3 separate regions of the Mus musculus genome follow, and all the other regions are linked to region 1. A link is a contact called in public HiChIP or PLAC-seq data. All regions are on one chromosome and are shown on one strand. Each heading gives the region's core, a stretch centred on a gene start, on an enhancer-like site or on the middle of the called end of the contact. The rest is flanking DNA. Distances are from core to core; before and after follow the strand shown. Region 1 holds the start of Tmem201 (transmembrane protein 201). Region 2 overlaps H6pd (hexose-6-phosphate dehydrogenase (glucose 1-dehydrogenase)). Region 3 overlaps Ctnnbip1 (catenin beta interacting protein 1).

Region 1 (3,806 bases), core at 898-3,397:
GGTAAGGTGGCGGGGTGGCTGGCTTTGGGCTCTAGATAACTTCTCTGCAACCACTTTGGCCAGTTTTAAAACTCAGGAAGGGCTGACCTGAACGCAGAAACATTTTCTTCACACGGCTCCCAAAGCCTGGCCCTATGCCATCTCTGTGATTAGCTTGAAAACACCCACTCCCCTAAAGGCTTTCCAAAACCAAGTTCCTGCAGGCCCTCCTCTGGCATATTCAACCCCCATTCTTCACCACAGCTGATTCCTGCCTGCCACAGCTTCCCCTCCAGGGAAGGGGAAAGAAAGCTGCAGCCTCTTGCTAAGTGAGGCTTGCTTCAGAACTGTGAGAGGCCAATTCACCTGCACATGAAACCCAGACCTCATAAAGACAGTCACCCGAGACCCCGTGCTCTGACCAATCAGCAGCAGTAGTCCAAACATGGTCCAAACCTTCACAGTCTGGTGTCAGTATGAAAAAAGCATGAAGGGGTTTTTGGCTGCTCCTGAAAGAAATAACACGTCCCACCGGGCGTGGTGGTGCACGCCTTTAATCCCAGCACTTGGGAGGCAGAGGAGGTGGATTTCTGAGTTCGAGGCCAGCCTGGTCTACAGAGGGAGTTCCAGGACAGCCAGGGCTACACAGAGAAACCCTGTCTCGAAAAAAACAAGCAAGCAAACAAACAAACAAAAAAAACAACAACAAAAAGAAATACATGTCCCACACACACCTCACCAAGAACTCAGATTCCTGTCTCTAGCAGAGGCAAGGCATTCGTTGGCAGGACAGGAAGGGTGACAGGCAGCCAGTCCTGGCCACAACAAGTCCCACTCTGCTCTTTTGGCCAAATGCCCTGAGCTGGCAGAGGCAGCCAGGAGATGCCTGGCTTTTGGGACAAGCTCTGCTTGGCACATGAACAGACTGCCCAGGCTCCCCTAGGCCCAGGTAACGAGGGACTGCTTTGGGTTGGCTGATCTTAAGCGGTCCCTCTGACTCCCAAAAACTGGGTGGGAACAAGACAGGAAGCTTGGGTTGAGATCTAGAGTCAGGCACTCTCTCAGCCCCCCGGGATGTGGCCCCCTCTTTCAAACACAGCTGACATCCATCCCCTCCTTAGGTGCCGCTGACTCACCTACCTCTAACAACTTTTGCCTGCCCTCTCCTGCAGAAGAAATGCAGGGTTAAGGAGGGCGACCTATCACCCTGATTGCCAGTTCAAACCATAGCTCCTTGTCATCCAGCGACTAGGGTCAAGTCCCGAGCACTGCACATCCCCGGCTGTCCCAAAGAGGCTCCCACGAATGCGTGTATGTTCCTATCCTCGGGAAATGTGATCAGGTGAGCTATTCCTTCACGCTGCTGGAGAAACGACTCCATTCTGGGGTTTGACCACGGCAAGCTTGGAGTACTGGGGTCTGCGTGGTCTCTGAGCCATGACAGGCCAGGGTATTGATCCCAAAGCCCATCCGTGACATGTGTCCAAGGAGTACAGCGTACACCTCTGAGTGGACAAGTTCCTTAAATGTGTGGAGCGCAGGCTCCTGCCTCAGGCTGCTACTGCTCACACGTGCCTTCTAAGTACTCAGCTCCAAGGCTTCTCCGGGGGAAAGCTTACGCGAGGAATGTTATTGCTATCGCATACAGACCATCAAGCGCCAGCTCTCATCCTCCTAACCGATGGGCGGCAGAGGCCCAGCAGGGCAGTCCAGCCAGGAGCACGGGCCTCGAAGGGAGGAGCAAGCAGCAGCCCCCTCCCCCAGCCACGGTCGGCGGCTGCTCCCCGACGAGGCTTTTAGGGGGTGAGGGCAAAGGCGGTGGCGGAGAATGCGTCCCGCATTCGCGAGCAGGCCTGGTCCGCCCCTAGGACTCCGCCGTGGCCTCGCGGGGGCGGGGCGGCGGCCCGGGCCGCGTGCAGCGGGGCGCGCACTCACCTCCGCGCAATCCGGTAGAGCACCACGCCGGCGGCAGCGCACGCCGTGACCCCGAGGCCGCCCGCCAGGCCGGCGGTGGGGCAGCTAGCCAGCAGCGCGCTCACTCCCTCCATGGCTTCCGGGCCGAGTCGGTGGGCAAGGGGCGCGGGCCGCAAAAGAGACTCCCAGCGGCCCGCGCGCTCCAGCTCGCGCCGTGACCTTCGCCGCTTTGTAGCCGGCGCGAGCCCGCCCCTTGACTCGGCGCGCTCCCGCCGCGCAGCCAATCGCGGCGCGGGGCGAGCCTGAGTGGGCGGGGCGCCTACGGAAGCCCTCGGCACTGGCTCGGACGCGCCCCCCAGCGTCCACAGTTGCAAAGCCACTCTCTAGAGCTGGAAGGAGTCCCGCCTGCGCCTGCAGCCTGCGCACGCATGCATTTGCAGGTCCTAGTGCTGCTACCTTAACGCTAATCCTTGCCAATGCTTTCTCCACTTAGTCCTGCTTTCCTGGCGTTGGGCTAAAGTCGGTCTGTGCCGCTTCAGACGCCACAGTGGTTGAAAATTAGCTTGCACAAACACAAACGTCCAAAGACGGAAACGAGGTTAAATAATCACAGGATAGCATGTTTCGGAACATAATGCAGCCATTAGAGTGAATGGCTAAGGTGTGTGTGTGTGTGGGGGGGGATTGGTCCTGAAGGGATTATCCTTTTTTTTTTCTTTAGTCGAATGTAGATGATTTTCATAGTTGCCAAGTTTGATGAAGTCTGTGCACTTCAAATAGATTACCTCGGGGAGTGAGATGGAGGGAAGAGCCACTTACAGGCGTGCTTCAGCATTTACGTGAGCTAAATTAGGGATCAAGAAAAACTCACTGAGGCTTGGTGATGCACGCCTTTAATCCCTGTGGAGGTAGGCGGATTTTTGTAAATTTGAGGTCAGCTTGGACTACACAGTGAGTTCCAGGTCATCAGGCAATCCATGGGCTAGTAGGTAGGTCCTGTCCTAAAACAAAACAAAATAAAACAAAACATCTCTAGCAAGAAATATTTATACCAGGTTGGGCAGATGTTGTGGCACAAGCCTTTGATTTCTTTAAAAAAAAAAAGGTCAAAAAATTATGGGGCATGGTGGTGCACACCTTTAATCTCAGTACTTGGGAGGCAGAGGAAGGCAGATCTCTGTAAGTTCAAGGCCACCCTGGTCTACAGAGCAAGTTCCAGGACAGACAGGACTCTGATACACAGAAAAACCGTGTTTTGAAAAACAAAACAAAAACAAAACAAAAACAAAAATCTAAAAAAAGTTTATCTCTAATTACATACTATGTTTCTGTAGAATACCCCACCAACACACACACACACAATTTTATGAGTGTCTCTTTTTTTTTAAAGATTTATTTATTTATTATATGTAAGTACACTGTAGCTGTCTTCAGACACTCCAGAAGAGGGCATCAAATCTCATTACGGATAGTTGTGAGCCACCATGTGGTTGCTGGGATTTGAACTCAGGACCTTCAGGAAGAGCAGTCGGGTGTTCTTACCTGCTGAGCCATCTCATCAGCCCCTATGAGTGTCTTTAAGATCAAGTTCTCTGTGGGCAATGATGGCTTGAGGGTCACTGTAATAATCTCTCGCTTTTGTTGGCAGCTCACCTGTCCACATGTCACCAGTCAGGAAGGAAGGAGCAGGTTGTGTGCAGGGAATCAATGTAAAAGCCTGGAAGGTGTCGCTTGTACATCAGAGACAAGACCTTTCCCATCCTCCTTTTGCTTTCTATTAGCTCTGAGTGTGCCTAGAGTGCACTGGCTCACACAATGCATGGCCACGCCCACACATCATTCACTTTCTGGATCGGATGCCTTGAGTTCCAGGAAAGGTCTCCAGCAGATAGCTGTTGTCTAAGAGCTTCCTG
Region 2 (3,806 bases), core at 625-3,124, 240 kb after region 1:
CTGGGGACAGCAGCCCTCCCCTGGACAGTCATTCCCAGAGCAGGCAGGGGCTGACCAGTACTGCTCTCCTTTCCCCACCCACGACTCATTCCCTGGAATGTTGCCAGGTGATTTTTCTAGTAGTGAGCGGAGGCCTGCAGGGGTGCCAGCTGTCTAAGATGAAAACGCAGCTGCGGATCTGCTGCAGAGCTGCTCTGAGGGGCTCGCACACTCCGCGGGAGACAAAATCCAAAAAAGGTTCCTGGAAATTAAGCTCTAAGAAGTAACCCCATGAGGGTTTTCTGGAGGCTTCTTCATTCCCTTTTGCATGGCACACCCCCGACTCTCTGTCAGAGTCAGAGAAAGAAGGCAAAAGAGCATGGGGGAGCTCAAGGCCTGTCAGGCTGCGGAGGAGGCCCTCCTGGGAGAGCGCTAAGATATCAGTCCAAGTGGAAGGCAGCTCTGATTCCACTAATTTGGGGAGCAAAAGTGAGAAGAGAGTATTTTCTCCAGAGCAATAGTAAGCCGGAAATTGGGGCTGGAGAGCTGGCTCTGTGGTTAAGAGCACTGGCTGCTCTTCCAGAGGACCTGGGTTCAATTCCCAGCACCCACATGGCAGCTCACAACTGTCTGTAACTCCAGTTCCAGGGCATCTGATACCCTCACACAGACACATAGGCAGGCAAACATGCACATAAAAATTTTAAAATCATTTAAAAAAAAAAAGAAGAAGAAGCAAGAAATTAACAAGATGGGACTACTTAAAGTGCAGTTACCAGGAACATTTGCCTGGAATTAGAAATCAGGATCTAGCCTGGAGATGCTAACTGGCATGTCGCCCCAAGGAGGACAACTTCTGCCATTTGTATGCCCCTGTGTCCTTCCCATAGTGGACTCACAGGCCTACCCAAGGAACCTGACTCAGCCATGTGAGCCCTTCATGGGTCCCCTGGAAAGGAACAGGCCCCACAGGGTGCTGGCATGGCTTCTAGAATCTAACATACAGTTTCTGGACAACACTGGACATTTTCCCAGTTTCAAATCTTCAGTCACTAAGGCCCTGCCACGTGGCACACTGGGCTATTGGCAGGACAAGGTGTGCCTGTGCATAGCATTTAGCATCTGCCCATCAGTGGGGAGACCACAGAGCCACCAGGCAAGGTGCAGACTTTTGCTTCCATTGTTTCAACAGGGAGTGAGCAGGGTGCAGTTAGAAGATCCCAGGCGGGGTCAGAGCCAGCCCAGGGTTACGGCCTGCAGGCCAGTGCTAAGCCACAGCTACAGGGACCCTAAGGGAGCCAGAAGTGAATCCAGGGAGGGAAGGCTGTGTCCCAGACACAGTGACCACATGTCCCTCTTCCCTTCCCCAGGAACCTGGACACCTTGTCCTGTCTTCCCAGCCTCAGATCCCCACTTCCAGACAGGCAGGAGGCTGGCAAAGGCTGTATTCGTCACACTGTTTATCAACTCAATGTTAAGTGGTTTGCAAGCAACAATTTTTTAATGAAAATTTTTAAAAAAATAGAGGGTATCCCAGGTCTTAAGGCTGAGAGCTCCTTCCTGAGACAGATTCGTACACAGATGTGACTGATTGGTAAAGCCCTGCTGGCTGTGGATGATGGTTCAGAAAGTCTGAAGAGCAGCATCTTCCGTGGTCCTGGCTCTGAACATCACTCCTTCCTAACCCGGGGCAGAAAGGGAAAGGGCACACACAGGTGCATGCCAGAGAACACAGACAATGTCCCCCACCAACCTTTCCAATGAAATTTTATTTGTGCTTGCTTCCGGAAAGGAGATCTTTGGTATTTCCCCCACACTGGCCTCCCCTGTGCAGAGACTCCCCACAGACAGAGGCGAGTCATTCATCTGGATAAGAACGGGACATTCTAGGCTCAGGCTGGGCAGTGACTCACCGTTATTCAGAATGGTGACACAGAGCCTGGGCACCCTCTCTCCTGAGGCATGCAAGGCCCCTTGCTCTCTGATGTTGCAACTGCAGAAGGCCGAGTCCCTAAGAACTGATGAAAACGCACTGGGCTAAGACGCCTGAGAGGCAGTGAGCAAGAAAAGCGAAGAAAAGACGTTTGGCACTAAAACCCGCCTCCTGGGTGGAATGTGAGTGGTGGCACGTGGGCTCCCCCACATGGCTAAAGGTGGAACTTCACCTGCGACTACCTGCATCCAAGCCTGAGCAAAGCAGGCCAGGAAAGGACCCCAGGGCGTTCCTCTTTTCTGCCAAGGAATAGAGGTGTTCTGTCAGTCTGGGTCACTGGAGGTCAGAGTAAGCAGAATTTCAACAAGAGTGCCTTTCATACAGAGCCCTCAGCTCAGGCTACACTCTATGCACACATCTCTAGTGAAAGCAAGAATTCTTTTCCATGTGCTGTCTGGGAGAAAGTACAATCAAATAAAAGGAGAGAAACAGATTTCCTGACGCTCCTCATCACAGGAAACCTCTCTATGGGAAAATTCTGAAAGACACGGAGACTCTGTGACTGACACATAGGTAACTGTGAGGACGGGCCATCCTAACCCTTCTGGGCCTTCCCTTGTTCACATGACTCAGCAGGAGGCCTAAATGAAAACTGTATGTGCCCTGAAATGTTTATGTTGTTGGCCCTGGAGGGGACTGAAGTTAGGAGCTGCCTGTAGTGTTCCCAGTGGTACCAGGTTCGTCAGTAAGAATGGTGGAGATGCCCGGCAGAGGAGGGGCTGCTGCCAGACTTGAAGCCAGAGAGAGGTAGTGTGAGGAGGGCTAGCTGCAGTCTGCCCTGATGCTGGCAATTGGCCACATAAGCCCTAGAAAGAGGCTGTGATCTGGAGTCACCCCCGACCCAGGAGCAGACAGAGCCCTCCCGTCTAGATAGATCAGAGATGCCCGACAGCCCAATGACAGCATAACAGTTCTTAGTGGGAAAGGGAGCCCCGGTCTCTAGATCTGGGGGAACTTCTGACGTGGCAGTGTCTGTGTCTGTAGAGAGGGAGAGGCTGAGGGGTAATGGGGAATACTGAGGACAGTGGGTGTCCTCCCAGAGTAGACAGAAGCTGCCCGGAGGAGCGCTGGATCTCAGCTAGGTGCACAGAGGGATGATGGGATACCAGAAGAGGCAAGGCGCCCGGTGCAGGCTCAGGATTGTGTCTACTCTGCTGGCCTGGCTCAGAGCAAGACATTCACCAGGAGTCTCTGCACCCTGCTCCCCATCAACACTGGCCCCTCTTTCCACAGAAACCAGTTTGAAGATCGCAGGCCAGTCTTGGCAGGCCACTTTGGTTCTTTAGCGTGGAGCCTTCGCCCAGTCTTACTGTGTGTTGTAGCTACTGGTGTGTAACTGCTGGAGGCCTTAGTCCCTCTCCTATCTGGGTTTTGAGGCCAGAGCTCTACCTTGTTTCCATGTGCAGGCACCGAAATTCCCGAGAACCAGTGGGTCCAGGAAGTCGGCACAGAGTTTTGTCCTCCCTTCTCTGGGGCCTGACTCTGGTACCAGGCTCCACACAGCTGAGGCACAGTGGGCAGCTAAAGAGGAAGGCTGAGAGTGACTAAGACCAGGATGGTACTGTCATCCCAGAAAGGCCTCGTAATCCATGTACCAAACCAGCTGCCCAGAAAGAGGCACCACACCTGAGATGGGCCACTTCTTGGGTTCATGGCCCACGCGGCTCACCAACGTTGTGATCTCACGTTTTGTCCTGCCCATGACCAGGACAGCTACCTTCTTGGCTCGGTTGATGAGGGGCAGGCTGAGGCTCATGCGTTGGTGTGGCCTGAACGGGCTCTCCGTCAGCACCACCAGCTGATCACCATCCAGGCCTGTGGGGGACTGTGGGAA
Region 3 (3,806 bases), core at 961-3,460, 180 kb before region 1:
GTGTGTGTGCATGCATGCGTGTACATGTGTGTATATGTGTGAGACACTCTTGCGCGCGCTCCACTGGCCAGGAAGAACGAAGCTGCAACAGGATCCTTCTGCACACGTTTATTGGGAGAGCTTGATTGTAGAGGCGAAAGACCCCGAGCCCAGAACTGGTGCTGCTTTTATAGGCCTAGGAGGGGCGTGTCTCACACCCGGATTGGTTATGCACTAAGCCTCATTTGCATGTTCCTCATCTGATTGGCTACTCTCTCTCAGTACCTTACAGAACCTCATTATCATACCTCATTTGCATGTCTCACATCTGATTGGTTATACTCTCAGTACCTTACAGAACCTCATTATCATGCCTGGGCCAGGCAGTGTCTTTGCAAAAAACTTTACTGCATATGTACACATTGGTTGTTTGTCCAAACTTATGTGTGGTGGCCAGCAGTAGTCAGTGCCACTCTGCAACGGCACATATGGCTTCCCACAAGACACATTATCTGGTTTCAATTGTCTTATTGCTCAGTTTGTTTGAAAAGATGTTCAGGAGCATCCAAGTAGCTCCTGTGTGCCTGGGCTAACCTGCATCTGGTGGGAATCAGTGAACAGATGCTCTGAGCACAAGAGCCGTCAGTGGGTACCACTGGGGAAGACAGAGCCTTACCTATAGAGTGATTGCTGGCCTGGAGGTAGAGGATGAGCACTTAGAGGACAGCAGAAAGGGTACTTGGGGGATCTGCTGTGCCCCTTTGTCTCAGGAACTGAATTTTAGGGGTGGATCCAAGATGACCAGCTGAGTAGCTCTCCCATCCTTTTGTTTCCTGATCCAACGTCCAGAGAAGGGAGGGACCGCGAGCATCCTCTGGCTTTAACTGAAGGCTGAGTGCCTGGCCCACTCCTAATAGAAACAGGTCAGAGGATGCTCTGCCCTCTCTCTGGCTTCAAAGGAAGGAAGTTCTGGTGGTCAGCAAATCCCTTAGGAACGGGAATGGTTGCGGGATGGGAGCATCTCTGAGGACTCCTTCTGCAGCCCCAAAAACAGAACATAGACTCTGAAATGAGGCCTGTGGGTTCCCAGTCAGGGAGAATCTAGCCAGCTGGCAGTGTGGGAGGGAGGGTAAAATTCTTACAAAGCTTTTGCTCTGGGTATCCTATTACTTACTCGTCAGAGTAAATGTGTGACCTTGGCAAGGTCATTTCTATTGCTGTTGTGAGACACCATGACCAAAGGCAACTTGGAGAGGAAGGGTTTATTTCACTCAGCTTCCATAGAACAGTGCATCATCAACAGCAACGAGGGCAGGAACTCAGCAGGGCAGGAACCTGGAGGCAGAGCTGATGCAGAGGCCACGGAGGATGCTGCTTACTGGCTTGCTCCTCATGCCTTGCTCAGCCTGCTTTCTTATAGAACCCAGGACCACAGGCCAGGAGTGGCCCCACCCATAATGGACTAAACCCTCCCACATCGATCACTAATTAATGAAAGACCCTACAGGCTTGCCTGCAGCCCAGTCTTATGTAAGAGAGCATTTTCTCAGTTGAGGTTTCCTCCTTTCAGATACCCTCAGCTTATGTCAGGTTGACATAAAAAAACAGCCAGCACACTTGCTGTCTTCAGAGTACAGGACATGGACCCATGAGCAGTTTGCAGAGCCCAGTGATGGGGATTTGAGCTTCTCTAAGGAGCCAGTGGCCCATTTCCTCCTGGGGACCCAGTGCTATTTTTGCACATGCAGCTCTCTGCAGAGGCCCAAGGTCCCTGCGAGAAAACCCACGAGGCAAGTGAGGAAGGAAGAGAGTGGGTTGTCTCCGTTCATTGCCCCAGAAGCATCTTCTGCTGACGCCTCCCCAGCACGGTCTTGCTTCGACCCCCTCATGCCTAGCGAGCTGGAGGCAGCCCTCAGAGAAACCAGCATCTGTTAGACACCCAGCTCAGCCACCACACAGGGTATGACGTAATCCTGGCGACAGTCCTGCTTGCAGTGATAGTGCATGGTCCCAGGACTGGAGTGAGAACAGAGAAAGGATCTGAGGGCTTCTCAAGCAAGAAGCCAGATGTCTGCGCTCCTTTCTGGAGGCTTGTCTGTCTTTCCAAGAACACCGATGAGGCAGAAACAGGCTGGGTGGATGATAGATTACGTTCCCTTAGCACCACTGTGCTGATGTGAAGGCAGGATTTCCGAATGTCACGTGTTCGTCTGGGCCACCCTTCCGCAGCACTGCCTGGGGTGCCCCCTGGCTCCTCCAGGCAGCAAGGTGCGTGCACGGGATGGTGTGGACAAGGATGAGCAACACTGTGCGACTCTGGTCCAAGTGCCGGAGGCTCTGGTGCACCCCACCCCCACCTAACCCAACCCAGTCCTTGGAGGCCTTTGCTTTCCCTGCTGTTCCCATCTGCGTCTTCCAGGGAGATAGCTTCCCATAGCGCAGCAGGGAGGTATGCCAGAGGCACAGGCAGCCTCACTGCTACCGCTTAGGGCAAGATGCAGGACCACCACGCTTTAGAAAAGGCGGACAGGGAGCAGGAGGTACCGACAGCTTGGGTAGGCTAGCATTTCCTGCTCCTTCCCTCCTCCCCTTGCCTCTTCTGGCAATGTGTCAGAGCCTGTCTTAGGGAGAACAAGACAAAGGGAGCGATTTCATGAGTGGCTGGACTAGAATCTCAAATTCAGGATTAAGAAAAACCATAAGAAATGGGTATCATATATTTCTGTCAAGCCTGGCAGGCAGCAGGCTGGAAATGGGCGTGGCCAGGCTCCTTGGAACAAAGGCTGGGTTTGAGCAAAGGGAGGCTGTGGCAGAGGTGAATAGTGTTTGCATTCATAGTGAGAGGGCTGGCAAGAGGGCTCAGTGTGTACAGGAGCTTGCCACCAAGCTTGACCACCCGAATTCGATCCCCAAAGCCCATGCAAAGGTGGGAGGAAAGAACCAGTTTTATGGGGTTGTCATCAGACCTTTACACACATGCAGGAGTGTGTCGCCCCACCATACAACAATGAGAAGTAAGCAGTTTTCAATTATTTGATTTGATTTTCAGTCACAAATGACTATGGGTATTAGACATAATGGCACATAGCTTTAATCCCAGAGGGTTGTGAGCCAGTGTGTAGGTGCTGGGAATCGATCCTGGGTCCTCTGTAAGAACCGTCTCTCCACTACCAAAATCTACACTTGAGAAGAGAGAGGCTCCCAAGAAAACGTTACCTCCCATCCTAATGTGATGCCCTTGGAGCAAGGGACATGGGCTGAGCAGAGTCCTGCCCCAGGACCTGTCTTATCTCCTAGCTATGAGGCTTTGAACCAGGCTCTGAAGCTTTGCAGCAGGGTGGGGTCACTCATGTCCCCAGATTGGCTGTAGGAAGTCTAAGGAGAGGTGGACTTAGTTAGAAACACTTCTGTCTCCTTCCCGGTAGTTTTTATTAGGTTGCCATGTGCCCCCGGCTGGCCCTGAACTCACTGTAGCCAAGGATGACCATGAACTTCTGACCCCTTTGCCATATCAGCAGTTCATGTGCTGCTAGGGGGCCAACCCGGGGGCTTTTGCATGCAAGACAAGTACTCTATCAGCTGAATTACATCCCGGACCTTTGAAGCACTCCAAGCTCAGCACAGTTTGGCAAGGGTGGGAAGATAAGGAGGGCTGCTCCCAGTGAGCACAGCCTTTCTGCCTTGTCCTGATTCCAGAAGCCATTAGCAGTTCTTGTCCCCTGGTCTGCAGGTGCAGAGGACGTGGTGATGGCGTTTTCCAGATCGGAGACGGAAGACCGGAGGCAGTAGCTGGAAGCCCCTCGGAACTCCCTGGAAGCTGCAGATGG

Evidence for each region. HiChIP or PLAC-seq counts read pairs in DNA pulled down with a chosen protein or histone mark.
Region 2: a contact with region 1 is called in an H3K4me3 HiChIP or PLAC-seq map of forebrain, with 4 times the contacts expected there. The contact joins the enhancer-like site here to the promoter of Tmem201 in region 1. A contact is called at or near these places in 11 of 39 promoter capture datasets (the 3T3-L1 cell line, the SN4741 cell line, cranial neural crest and 6 more), 3 of 15 datasets of contacts at CTCF or cohesin (embryonic stem cells, large pre-B cells and pro-B cells), 44 of 484 Hi-C or Micro-C datasets (the 63-12 cell line, B cells, the C10 cell line and 22 more), 27 of 115 datasets of contacts at active chromatin or transcription factors (T-cell acute lymphoblastic leukemia, astrocytes, bone marrow-derived dendritic cells and 19 more) and 4 of 9 other capture datasets (adipose tissue, embryonic stem cells, macrophages and 1 more).
Region 3: an H3K27ac HiChIP or PLAC-seq map of microglia shows a contact between it and region 1, with 6 times the contacts expected there. The contact joins the enhancer-like site here to the promoter of Tmem201 in region 1. A contact is called at or near these places in 1 of 39 promoter capture datasets (macrophages), 7 of 484 Hi-C or Micro-C datasets (the G1E-ER4 cell line, the HPC-7 cell line, bone marrow-derived macrophages and 3 more), 1 of 115 datasets of contacts at active chromatin or transcription factors (microglia) and 4 of 9 other capture datasets (adipose tissue, embryonic stem cells, liver and 1 more).

Annotation. Positions count from the first base shown.
Region 1 is chr4:149,735,921-149,739,726 of GRCm38.p6, forward strand. Tmem201 (transmembrane protein 201) reads right to left here and starts at 2,148. Exons shown (of 11, transcript NM_001284270.1): 1 at 1,915-2,148. The coding sequence starts at 2,027.
Region 2 is chr4:149,978,022-149,981,827 of GRCm38.p6, forward strand. H6pd (hexose-6-phosphate dehydrogenase (glucose 1-dehydrogenase)) reads right to left here. Exons shown (of 5, transcript NM_001291004.1): 5 at 1,453-3,806. The coding sequence ends at 3,537. Among named protein-coding and RNA genes, the nearest start is that of H6pd, 23 kb to the right of the region's middle. Within about 2 kb of position 1,875, at least 206 of the 459 cell types and tissues checked have an H3K27ac peak or open chromatin away from gene starts, as enhancers often do. A contact at or near this core is called in the HL-1 cell line, the SN4741 cell line, Sertoli cells and 12 more, where this site is marked.
Region 3 is chr4:149,560,496-149,564,301 of GRCm38.p6, forward strand. It overlaps Ctnnbip1 (catenin beta interacting protein 1), which reads left to right. Exons shown (of 5, transcript NM_023465.4): 5 at 3,710-3,806. The coding sequence ends at 3,768. Among named protein-coding and RNA genes, the nearest start is that of Clstn1, 24 kb to the right of the region's middle. Within about 2 kb of position 2,211, at least 122 of the 459 cell types and tissues checked have an H3K27ac peak or open chromatin away from gene starts, as enhancers often do. A contact at or near this core is called in adipose tissue, bone marrow-derived macrophages, cerebral cortex and 1 more, where this site is marked.